Linked DNA regions of Dromaius novaehollandiae: region 1 is linked to region 2. The links are chromatin contacts, called in public Hi-C maps. All regions are on one chromosome and are shown on one strand. The core of a region is the stretch at or near the end of the contact, and the rest is flanking DNA. Distances in the headings are between cores, read along the strand shown.

The links. Hi-C and Micro-C count contacts between places; a contact is called where the count stands out from the background.
Region 1: a contact with region 2 is called in a Hi-C map of brain, with 4 times the contacts expected there. The contact joins the promoter of GNAT3 here to the enhancer-like site in region 2. A contact is called at or near these places in 3 of 4 Hi-C or Micro-C datasets (brain, liver and ovary).

The regions. Positions count from the first base shown.
Region 1 is chr1:8,503,779-8,509,263 of bDroNov1.hap1, reverse strand. It overlaps GNAT3 (G protein subunit alpha transducin 3), which reads right to left and starts at 3,272. Exons shown (of 8, transcript XM_064505075.1): 1 at 3,013-3,272. The coding sequence starts at 3,148.
Region 2 is chr1:8,390,516-8,396,483 of bDroNov1.hap1, reverse strand. No RefSeq gene overlaps it. Among named protein-coding and RNA genes, the nearest start is that of CD36, 58 kb to the left of the region's middle. Within about 2 kb of position 2,398, at least 1 of the 2 cell types and tissues checked has open chromatin away from gene starts, as enhancers often do.

The DNA.
Region 1 (5,485 bases), core at 2,023-4,522, 110 kb before region 2:
AGATTTTCTGGAAGTACAGATATGCAGGGGATAGGTTTGTGGACAAGACAGGGAATTGGGCAGTCTTTACAGCATAGGCGCACCTAGCACAGAGGACTTAAACCTTCTGGTGCTTGGCCAATTTGTGAAGAACATTGGAAAATTGCATTTTCCTGTTGCCCCTCTCCCTGAGCTTGTTCGATAAATAGCAAAATACAAGCTATAAATAGCAAACTGTCAGCTCATCAGTGATAATGTGTTTGCCCAGATCATGGAACTTGAATGTAATTGGATGTGGTCTTTAGTTTCTGTATATAATTTCGTTGCTGTAAAGTAACCTACCAAAGAACACAGAGAGACCAGGCTAGATATTAAGTCGTCCTCTCAGGGAATGGATAAAATAGATTTTGTTTTACATTTTAATCATATGAACATTACGATCTAACTGAAAAACTTATAATATGCATATACAGTTTTTTTCTGAGTACTTTCTACCAATTTTCCCATTGCAAAAGAAACAATGGTGACATCTGGTCCATAAGATAGAGGCAACATATGGTCTGAATGAATAGAAATCTGTTTGTCTGTAAATCTTTTCCTGTGAATCTCAGCATAATCACAGTTAGAATATATCATAATAAATTGGCTTCCTTTTCATTCCTATGAGACAAATTAAACTTTCTTCAAAAGCTTGTTCATAGCATGGCTATGTGTACATTTCCTAGTGCTTAAACTCAGTCTCATTCAGTGCTTAAACTGTTTGTTTTGTTTTGTTTTTTCTTTTCTTCCATGATGGGACTAGTCTGATTGACTTGCATGGTGCTGCCCTTGATTTACACACTGTGAAAGTGGAATTATTTCTAAGATCACCTCATAGGTATGGAAAGATAACAGGCTCAGACCAGAATAATCTAAAATTTGGAAAAATTCCAACCTTAGACCTAGACCTGAATGCAGTGGATTTAATCCTCTCCTATGTGGCCATTTCATTGGTTGACTGTGGAAAGGGATATCTGGTGCCTCTTACGAACATTGGCTCAGCAGTCGTGATTCCAGGTGTTCAAATCGACACACGCAGGGGCACAATAACTTTGCACTAGGCTCAAAACAGACCTATGTTTTGTTCTCCTTTTTTTCTAAGACCAAGCAAATGCAAGCTCTTAAGTCTATATTCCTTTTTTTCCTCTCTGATATGCATTTTTACTAGATAATTGGTTCCTTGTGATCTATGTCAAAACAGTTGCCCAAGAAGAAAAAAATTCTAAAGTATTGTCAAATTTGAATTTTTATCATGTATAATATGAATTAAAATGATATTGTAGAAATATAACATAAAGAAACCTTTAAAGTATTTCAAATTCCGCTGTTTGCCTTGTTTCATGAAAGAGTGCTTGTATATTTGAGGAAACTGAAATGTCACTTTTGAAATGAATGAAATAGAATTCTATTTCATATAGCTTTCAATTAATCTTAAAGCATATTACTAAAGGTATCTTGAGACTAAAATATTAATAGGGTCAATAAAAGATTGCTTGCATACATTGAGAAAGATATTCAAAGTTCTTAATACTAAATACATACATATATTCTGGGAGGGGTACTTAAGTTTGTGTCCTGGTGCAAGGCAACCTCCAGGACAACAACCAAGGCATGACAGTTTGAGGAACAAAAGTTATTCTTGAGCTGCTTATCCTGCAGATTCCTCTTACAGAATTTCTTGCATCTGCTTAATGGATCAGTATTGGGTGAGGTCAGAGACAGGATATTGGCATAGATGGGCCCCAGTTCTAACTCAGTCTGCTGATTCCTTTTCCTAAGAACACACAGGAAGTATATAATAATATACTTTTCCTGTATTTGAGCAACTTAAGCCTGTCTCAGTTAGGGCAATAGCTTGTATCAAAGTGCCACCTAAGATTTTCATGCTCTCCACAAGACTGAACAACTTTGTAAACTGCAGTCTGAATATCAGTGGTAGATAAAGTATATGAAATTGTTATTTTCCTGTTATTATTTAAGAAACCTACATGGTTGTGTCTACCTCTTCATTCTTTTTCACCAATGATAGTTAGATTCTTAGTAGTTGTAAATAGATACTTTGCATAAAATAGAAGACAACAGAGTTAAGCTGATTCACTCTGGCTAGGGGATCTAGCTCTGTCTCAGCAAGCGAAGAAAAAATAAAACATTTCAATAAAAGGCAGTTTTCCTATTCATTTGGTGAAACAAATGTAAATTCTAATAGCAGACATCATACTATTAGAAGAGAGATATAGAAAGTAGTGGTATTATTATGCTCTTGGATAGTTCTCATAGTCTAAGTAGTATCACAGAAAGGAAAAAAATATATAATTTTTATTTTTCTATTACACAAGCTGGCTGTTAATAAGTAGTTCATAATATGGATTAGAAATAGTCTTCTGTGAGAATAGTCATCTACGTTCATTTCATTTCATCGCCTTCCATTCCCCTATCCACAATATTGTTTCTATACATTGAGAAAAGTGTCTTCCTGCTTCTGCAAAAAGTGAAGTGAAAGAGTTGGAAAACAAACATTTTCAACAGGTGGTGACACCCGTGTATTTTCTATTTAACCAGTTCCTTCACTTAATCCTCCTGCAAATGAATTCATATAGTGGAAAAGAAGAAAGAAGGGAAAAGAAGAAGGGAAAAGAAGATAGAGACAAGAAGAAAGAGAAGCAAAAAAAGAGAAAGAAAAAGAATGCATATTTTGCATAAGAAAACAGCAGAACATTTGTTCTAACAGTATTTGTCATTCATCAAGGTCAAAGATTTATAGTATTTAAAACTGAATACACTTAATGACACAGTCATTTTCAACCATTTCCCTGTGTCTTAATTGGTTGTCTGCAACTTCATGATTTAAAACGGAGTGTCCAAAACCAGAAAACATTCTGTCTGTGTATAAGAGAACTGTTTTTTTCAAATAAAATAGTAAAAGATGGGAAATTCCCTCTACTGAAATGTAATTTCAGTACAAAATAACCCCTCAATGGAAAAAATAATACCAACAATTTCTATTCTTTTTACCCAGCAGTAGTAGTTTGACTGTCCTGGCTTCCCTCTCTGCATCTTCCTGGAGTTTCTTCTCCAGTTCTCTGGACCTCCTGGCCGACTCCTTGCTCTCCAAACTGGCTCCACTGCCCATCTTGAGGTGTTAAATAAAAGCCCTTCTTTGTCCCAGCTGAGTTACTTCTGATTAGGCTATATGTTTTAATTCAGAAGGAGGACAACATGTGTGTTGAGAAAATGTACAAATCCCATTCGATCTCTGCATTCAATCTGCAGACCAAATAGTCTCTTTACATCTGTCACATGACCTGGAGATGCTACAGTCTAGGATTTATATAGGGACATAAATTTGCACTGTTATGATGTCATAGAATTAAAATGATCCATCCTACAAAACGAAGATCCAGATAGTCCTATGTCCTTGTTCAGGCAGGTTCCAGTCTCATGTGCTTCAGAGAAATATGCAGAAAGTCTTGAAACAATAAAGTTGGGAATAACTCAGCTCAAGAAAAAAAATTTCAGTTTGTGAAATACTGTGTTTACCCTGAAGCAAAAAAAGATTCATATGCCTTCAAAGTATTCACTTTTTTTTTTTCTTTCTCAGTGGTCATATCTCTGAATATATGTATTCTCTATTAAAAAAATGCCCAGATTTGGATTTATATAACTGAGACATCAGTTTTTATTTTGAATAATTTACATGCAAAATGTTTGCATGTTCTGCATTTTCATGATATTATGGCAAGTTCCTTTATTTTCTTAAAATAGTTACAGGTACTTCATTGCAATTGTACCATCTATGGGATACCTTTGTATGGCTATTTCTTGGCCATAACATTTTTCCATTTTTCTATAATTTTATTAGCAGCAATAGGCTTTGGCTGAGAGCACCGTACTCCTTTTTGTGTAGAAAGGATACAGGTCAGAGTCTCCCCACTGATATAATTATCTTCTCTTAGTGTATTCGTAATGCAATAGTAATATATAAGTGCATTTTATGGTGGACATATTACTTGGCATGCATTGTCAGCAGTGTATTGAGAAATTATGCTCTGTTATAATTGACACCTGATTATAGTGGGTAAGAAAAGATTTATTATCAGGACTGAAAGGTCCAAAACACTTTCTTTTTGGTCCCTTCTCTTTAGGTTAGGTATTTCAATAAAATAAATCTTAATGGTGTGCAATATTGTAATTAATTAATATTGACTAGTAACAGTTAACAGTGTGCAGACTTTACAATATGTAAGCTTTATAAGGCTTAGCCTGGGAATAATGGTTAACGGAAACATAAGCATACAGCTCAGTTTGAGTGACCTTAAATGTATTTCTAGGCCAGAAGAGAAATGAGGAAGAGGGCCAGAGGCAAAGTGATTACCTCATTCCGCCTATAAGAAAGGAAATGTTCTTACAGTAGAGGTAGCTGGACCCCAGCTGTAATAGGAAGGCAACTAGCACTGCATAAGTGGAAAACGGGAGAGAGTGGAATAAAGATCAGCTGCATTACTGTGAGCTATGCTCCTTTTGATTAGGAGTGCGGTCTTCTGAGGTCGTAGCCTGTGCTAGTCCCATTCAGTCGTATCTTCTCATACCTCATAAAAAGGATGACATGCTGCAATAAAGATCAGTGACTGTACTTCTTCAGTGTATGCTTTTCGATCAATGGAGCAAGAAATCATGTTTTCAGCCTCCTTGCTTTGCTTTGCCAGGGATGAATAACCGGCATTTATTAACAGCTGAATTTTTACATACATATTTACATAGCAAGAAAATTTTCTGTTTTGTTAAGCCTATATTCCTATTTTGCTTATTCTTTAAAACAGCAGGTAATAAGATCTTTATGCAGCCATACCAATAACTTGTTCCATTTGTGTAAAGGATGAAAATAAGCAGCATCAGGAGTGTGATATCAGTGCCAGGTGTCTGTTTATCAAAAACGCATATATGTACAATGCACCTGTGCAGTTCAGTAGGTTTGAAAAGTAGTTCTGTGTGAGCATTTCTGGACACTAACAGAATATACAGATTAACTGATACAGTCACAAACCACAGAGAAGAACACTGTCTCCAGATACAGGGCCTGATTCACCACCGAGTTACTCCAGGCATGCACAAGTCCATAGGCCATTATGGGATGCACCCACAAGTGTTGAGGGAGCTGGCTGATGTCACTGCGAGGCCACTCTTCATTAGCTTTGAAATGTCATGGTGATCGGGAGAGCTTTCTGAGGACTGGAAGAAAGCAAATGTCCCATCTTTAAGAGGCAAAGAAGGAGGATCTGGGAAACTACAGGCCATTCAGCCTCACCTTGATCCCTGGGAATGTGATGGAGCAACTAATCCTGGATACCATTTCTAGGCATGTGAAGGACAAGAAGGTGACTGGGAGTAGCCAGCATGGGTTTACAAAGGGGAAGCCATGCTTAACCAACCTGATAGCCTTCTGTGATGAGATCACTGGCTTGGGGGATAA
Region 2 (5,968 bases), core at 1,149-3,648:
TCCTCAAGCAGCCTAGAGAGGTAAATAATCTTGGCATACCCACCAAAGAGACAGGTGTCTTGGTTACAGCTTTGCAACTGTCCTGCAGTGTGACTCTTTCCTGCATTTTACCTTGCTGATGTAGATGGGGGCCGGTGCTTAAGTATTTGAACAGTGTGAAGAGCAAAGGACCCCTGGCCTTCAGAGGGTATGTTATCCTTCACCTAAAGATTTTGGACATTACACTGTCTTTTATAGTTAGCAGGCAGAAAGAGGCACTTGTGAGTCATGATTCTTCTAACAAGCTTAAGGCCTATCTGTTGATGAGACACACCACAAACGACAAGAGCTTATTTCTAACCCTTTGACTGAGGAGTCAAAATGAGTAGCTCAGACAAATGCCATCCCTCATGATCTTAGGTGTGTTTAGGGCTGCCCAGCACCAGAGAAAAGTTTGTTTGGGGCTGATATCTTAAGCTGCTCAGCCTTTCAAGGGATGTAGCTTTAGGAGAACTGAATTGAGCATGCTGCATCTGGTGCTAGATGCCCATGTCTGAACTCCCGTCTGACTTACCTGATGCTTCCTGGCCGCTGTCAGCTAAGTTTCATCTGCCTATATCTGAGCATACCAATCACTTAAGCTTGTTGAGCGTTGAGGATTTCCACAACGGATATTATTCCAATTGCCAGGCGTGAGCCCATGTATACAACCCCAGTTAAACACAGGCAGAGAAGGAACAATCTCAATGTCCCTTTTCAGCCATAGGTCATTGTGCTAACTCCCAACCCCTCCTCGACCTGAAAAGATCTTAGTCCATTTCTCTCTATTAGCCCAAGGCTGGTCCCATGCTGTATCTCAGGGAAGGGCTGTTTAAGTCCCGACCCTTGCTGAGGTTGCGTGGCTTTGCACAGGGAAGCGAGCACAGAGAGGAAAAGAAATCTCTGAAGCTTCAATACTGCAGCGCACAGGACTCCCACGCACCAGTGGCGAAACCAGCACCCGGCTCTCCCGGCTGTGCAGTCTACACCGCAAATCCAGCCCATAGTCTCTCTCTAGTTTCCTCTCCGCGAAGCAGCCCAAAGCTGTGGGCTGAGGTTTGCTCAATGTCTCTCTTCCGCAGGAAGGCTGACAGAAGCAGATCCCATGTGAATAAATCAACGACTGCTACGTTCATGTGACAGTTCCTTCTGCAACCATTTTAAACTTACTCATCCCGAAAGTGTGTTAATGTTTATTTTAAAGCCCTTTGCCCTGATAGAGGTATTGTTTTTCTCAGTAGACTGTGCTATAAACAGCTGCATCAATATTTACCTGAACAGAGAAGTATTTACTCTGTATCAGTTCTCTGCTTTTCTTGTGCATTCTCTGGCTGATGGGCGGCAAAACAACATATCTTCCTTTCTTCAGTTTTCAGACTGGACAGAAGAAGGATCGTTCTGCTCTTTTGCAAACATACAACCACGTTTATGTCAATGACTGAGCTGCAGTCAGCTCTCTTTTATTGTTAGAAGTCCCTGTGTGGAGGTAGGCATGCTACTTGAATGGGCTTTACGCAGAGAGCGAGAAGGTGTTGGAAAAGGTAATTCTTCCCAAGACTAGTTGCCAAGTACCAGCAACTGTTTGCTTACAAAAGCAGAGTACAATGACTGCATTGGTCTACACACTACACTTACTTGCTGAAACTCATTTTCCAGCAGGTCAAAACCTCTTTTTATCTTTGTAAAAAGGCTAGTACGCAATTTGGAAAAGGTGGTAATAAGTGAATTTCAAGCTATTGGAGGTTAAATATCCCCTGAGACTTGTGTTTTCATTTCAGCTGTAGCCGTGTGTGCGTAGTTGTCTGTGGAACGAAGTGTGAGATCTGGGATGACACATTTGTTCTGAATTGCAACCAATTTTCTGACCAGCCAAATGAAAGTATAAATTCAGGCTGCACTGAACTGTCCCTGCAGCTCTTTCATATGAACCATATCACAACTTCCTTTGAGTAAGTGCATCCGAGTGAGTTACAAACAAACAAAGAAGAGCGCAGAACTGCACGGCAAAGTGAGCTAGAGAGACCAAAGGTCAAGATTTGTTGCAGCAAGGAAAATTAAATTGCAGAACTAATACAAACTCCTATATTGAGGAAGACAAAATAATCTGCAGAAATACTAGGCAATGGGATATTCCGAAGCAGCTGTATCCTATTAAAGGAGATCTTTAAAATGTGCATTTTTTTCAATTTCTATCCTTAAAATCTTGTCAGTATCCAATTAATCAATAGTTGCTGAAGAGGTCCTGGACTGAACTGTAAACTGACTCATTTCACAGTTTCTAAGCGTGGAGGCAGACTGTAAAAACAAGGTTTAAGTACTCTCTGATCAACAGTAAGGAGAATATGAGCCATGTGCCCGCTAATTTAACACAGAAGTGTATTCTAGCACCACCTAGCTAACTCTGAAGGCAATTTCAAGTCAGCAAACAGGCCGATACTGTCACTTTTCATCAAACTGGCAAATAATAGTGTCATTGTAATTGGTGGACTAACGAGTGTAGCTGCAGGACAGCCAGGACTGCAGACTCATGCACGTCTTCATTTGGCTCAGGGCTGTGTTCATTCCTGTATGAACGTGATTCTTTTTATAAGATTGACCCTCCAGTGAAGAAACTGTTTAGGCATCGTCCTTAATATTTGTCATGGAGGTAATAAACCAGTTGTTTGGGAATCTCAGTGTTTTGGGGTATGGAGATGACTGAGAACAATAAACTTGCCACAGTTATGACTGAGACTTGTCAAACAGAGTCAAAAGTGGGGTGTATTTTAATTTCTCTTTTACTGCATAATGATGGAATCTGAAGGGAGGTTAATAAATTAATTCTGGTTTCGTTTCAGATTTTTGTCTTGATACTACTAAGCTAATTTTCCCTCTGGTTAAATTAAATATATATGTCTTCAGAATAATTTCTAGTTATTTTGTGTTTGTGAAATCCTGACTGTATGGCCATAGTAACCTAAAATAAGTAACATGGAAAATAAATGGTTTTGCTAGTGACTTGGAATGAATTTATAAAGAGAGGACATAGAGCACTCATGGTCAGGTGCTGAGAAAGATTTCGAAAGCAGAAGACCCCAGACACAGAAAAAAGGAGTGAACATACTTCTCAGAAAGCCAAGTCCCACAGGTCTTATTCAGCTCCCACTCCTCCAAGCTGTGTGACTGAAGTCAGTAGGAGTTTTCACTAGGAACCTGGCTTAAGAAACTGCAAATGTGAATATATTGGGCCAAGCTGCAGTCTGATTTGTCTTCAAGGAAATACTTGCTGAATCTTTTCTCGCAACTGGGGATGGGAATTGTTAGATGATGTGGGAGTTTATGACATCTGCACAGGACCCAGGGTATTTCAACGTGAACTGTCTTGACTCTGGATCTTCCATGAACAATGCGTTTTTACTGTTGCTAAATTTCAAGTGCAAGGTGTGATATATCTTAAGTACTACCTTCTTTAATGAAGTATATGTGTGCAGCGTTCAGAAAACATTACAGAAATGCTTCTCCCATCTTAAACTGAAAGAGGTCTCAGTCAAGCATTACCTGTAAATCAGAGCTGTCCTGGTTATCACAACAACCCTCCAAGCCCAAGGCTGTTTTTGTGCAGCTTAGTGCCTTGTCCCAGCAAAGGGGCTTAAAATTATGGCCTAGATCCAAAGGGTTCACCATGGTTGCTTTGCAAAATTCTGGTGATGAAAAGCAGCTGCAAGCTGACTTAATCAACCAGTTAAATGGTGTTTATGGCTGTCTCAGCTTTCTGGGATAGCACAAAGTAGCTGGAGTGAATCACAGGACAGGCCCAAGGTTCCCAGACTATAACGACGGCGCTTGGAAGGAGTCTGCACCATCTTCCTTTCTTCATGTAGTGACAAGTACGGCAAAATCTGGTACAAATGGGGCAGGAGGGATGCAGCATCTGCTATGGCATGACACTATCTGCCACAATCCGCCCTGCCCTCACCAATCAGTAAAAGCTCGGTCAACAGCAATTATTTCAGAGGTTTCCCTCAGAGTGAGATTTATTCTTGGCATTCAAACCTGAGTGCTCTCAATGCAGGAGGACTTGTAAAATTTCCAAGATTTCTGCTGGCTGACTTTACAGTTGGCTGGAGGATGCAGGGGAAGTTTCTGTTCAGCTTATATGGTTTTCGCCATCGTGTCATTAGCTCCTTTCAAAATAACAGCTTGCCTTCTTGACAGGAATGAATAAACTGGCAAAGCAATTCTTTCTTTCTTTGTTAAACTCTAACCGGTCTCCAGGAACACCAGAAAATGAACCGTCTCTAACTCCATTTAGGGCTCCTTGGCCCGTGTGTGCTGCAGCACAACGGCAATGATGACAGGAGACAACTAGCATGCTCCAGAGTGCCAGGTGGTCACCAAATGGCAGCACGCATTATCCCCTACTTCTGCAGCATTAAATAATCCACCAGGCATGTTATTCTTTGCTTTAACCATTTCCTGGCATACTGTTCCAGACATTACTTGGTGCAGGGCGCCGCACGTGACAGATCCATACATAGGTAAATATCATAAATCTTTCTAACCCTTAGAAATCTTAGAAAGGAAAGAAAACTTGCGCGGTCCTTTTATTCTGTATACGTGAAGGAAGATTCTGGATTTGTTGCTATAATAACGAAGGTGATCTTTGTTTTCCATGGCAAATGCCTTTGATCTCTCAGGAAAAAAAAAAACCAACACATTCTTAGGAACATTTTTTGTGCTCCACTGCTTTGGATAGCTCAGACTAATTCTTTTGATTATTGACCTTTCTGAGTTACAAAATAATTTTTCATAAAGGAAAATTAAATGAATATATTTGTGACTGGCAATCTGTCAAATAGTTTGTCTGTTAATACCATCTATTTATATTTTTCCTCTCAGTCCTTTATGTTATCTCAAGTTTCCCAAAACAAAATCTTTGAGCTTGGACATGTGTGTCATTAGGAATGAAACATGGAATATTCTGCAATACGAATGCTGTCCTGAGAAAACTAGAACAAAATATTACCCAAATGTCTTTTGAGTGTGAACATACACATTCAAGTAAGTAGTCTGGTTCTGATATTTATTCATGAGCTCAAAAGCCTTCGAATGTCTTCAAAGTACTTCTTTACATTTGTTTGTTAACTAACACTATTAAGTGGGCAAGCTTGATAAAGTCAATAATGTGCAGCATCTGTTAAAGATTATAATAGGTAATATATCAGAGAGTACTGTAGTGAATGGGGTTTGTACTTAAAACAACCAAATTAAGCTAGCCCTTCTGGGACTACTAGTCTGAGTTTGGCTGAGGAAAGAAATAAAGAAGAGAGCATACAGAAAAGGAAGAGAAGAACCCTAGAAAGAGAAGAGCTTTTAAAAGAGGAGATGGTTGAATTTTCAGCAAAAAATGAGAGGCATAAAAGCTCTCTAAGGGCCCAATCCAACCTTCGCTATGGGCAGTGAAAGACATTAATTTTGGTAAGCTTTTACTTATGGGAGAAACAGAGCTTCAAGGCTCAAAGAACTTTCCATTATCCAATAGCAATTCAATATTCATAGTGTTTTTATACAAACTGTGGCATGTTGCATTGCTTTGTCTGTCTGTGGAGTTCTATTCCTATCTGCTTGTCATTCTGAGTAAAGGCTTAAAAACCACCGTGATTTTTTTTTTCCAAATATAATATCATTTGCTGAAACTATCCTAGGGAGATACTATAGATAACGTATACTATAGCATATGTAATACTATTTGTACCAAGATCTTATTAGGCAAAAGGAGGAATGATGCCCTGGACATTGTATCCTAAGACATGAACTTGAAAGCAAGTATAAACACTATGTGTTTTAGGGACCTTTGAAATGGAGACATGGAGACATTTCCAGCAGATACTGGGAAAAGAACCACTGCAAAGAGCCAAGGAACAACATCTATCCAAAAGAGTTGCAAACCTAAGGTTAAATAAGTTTATTT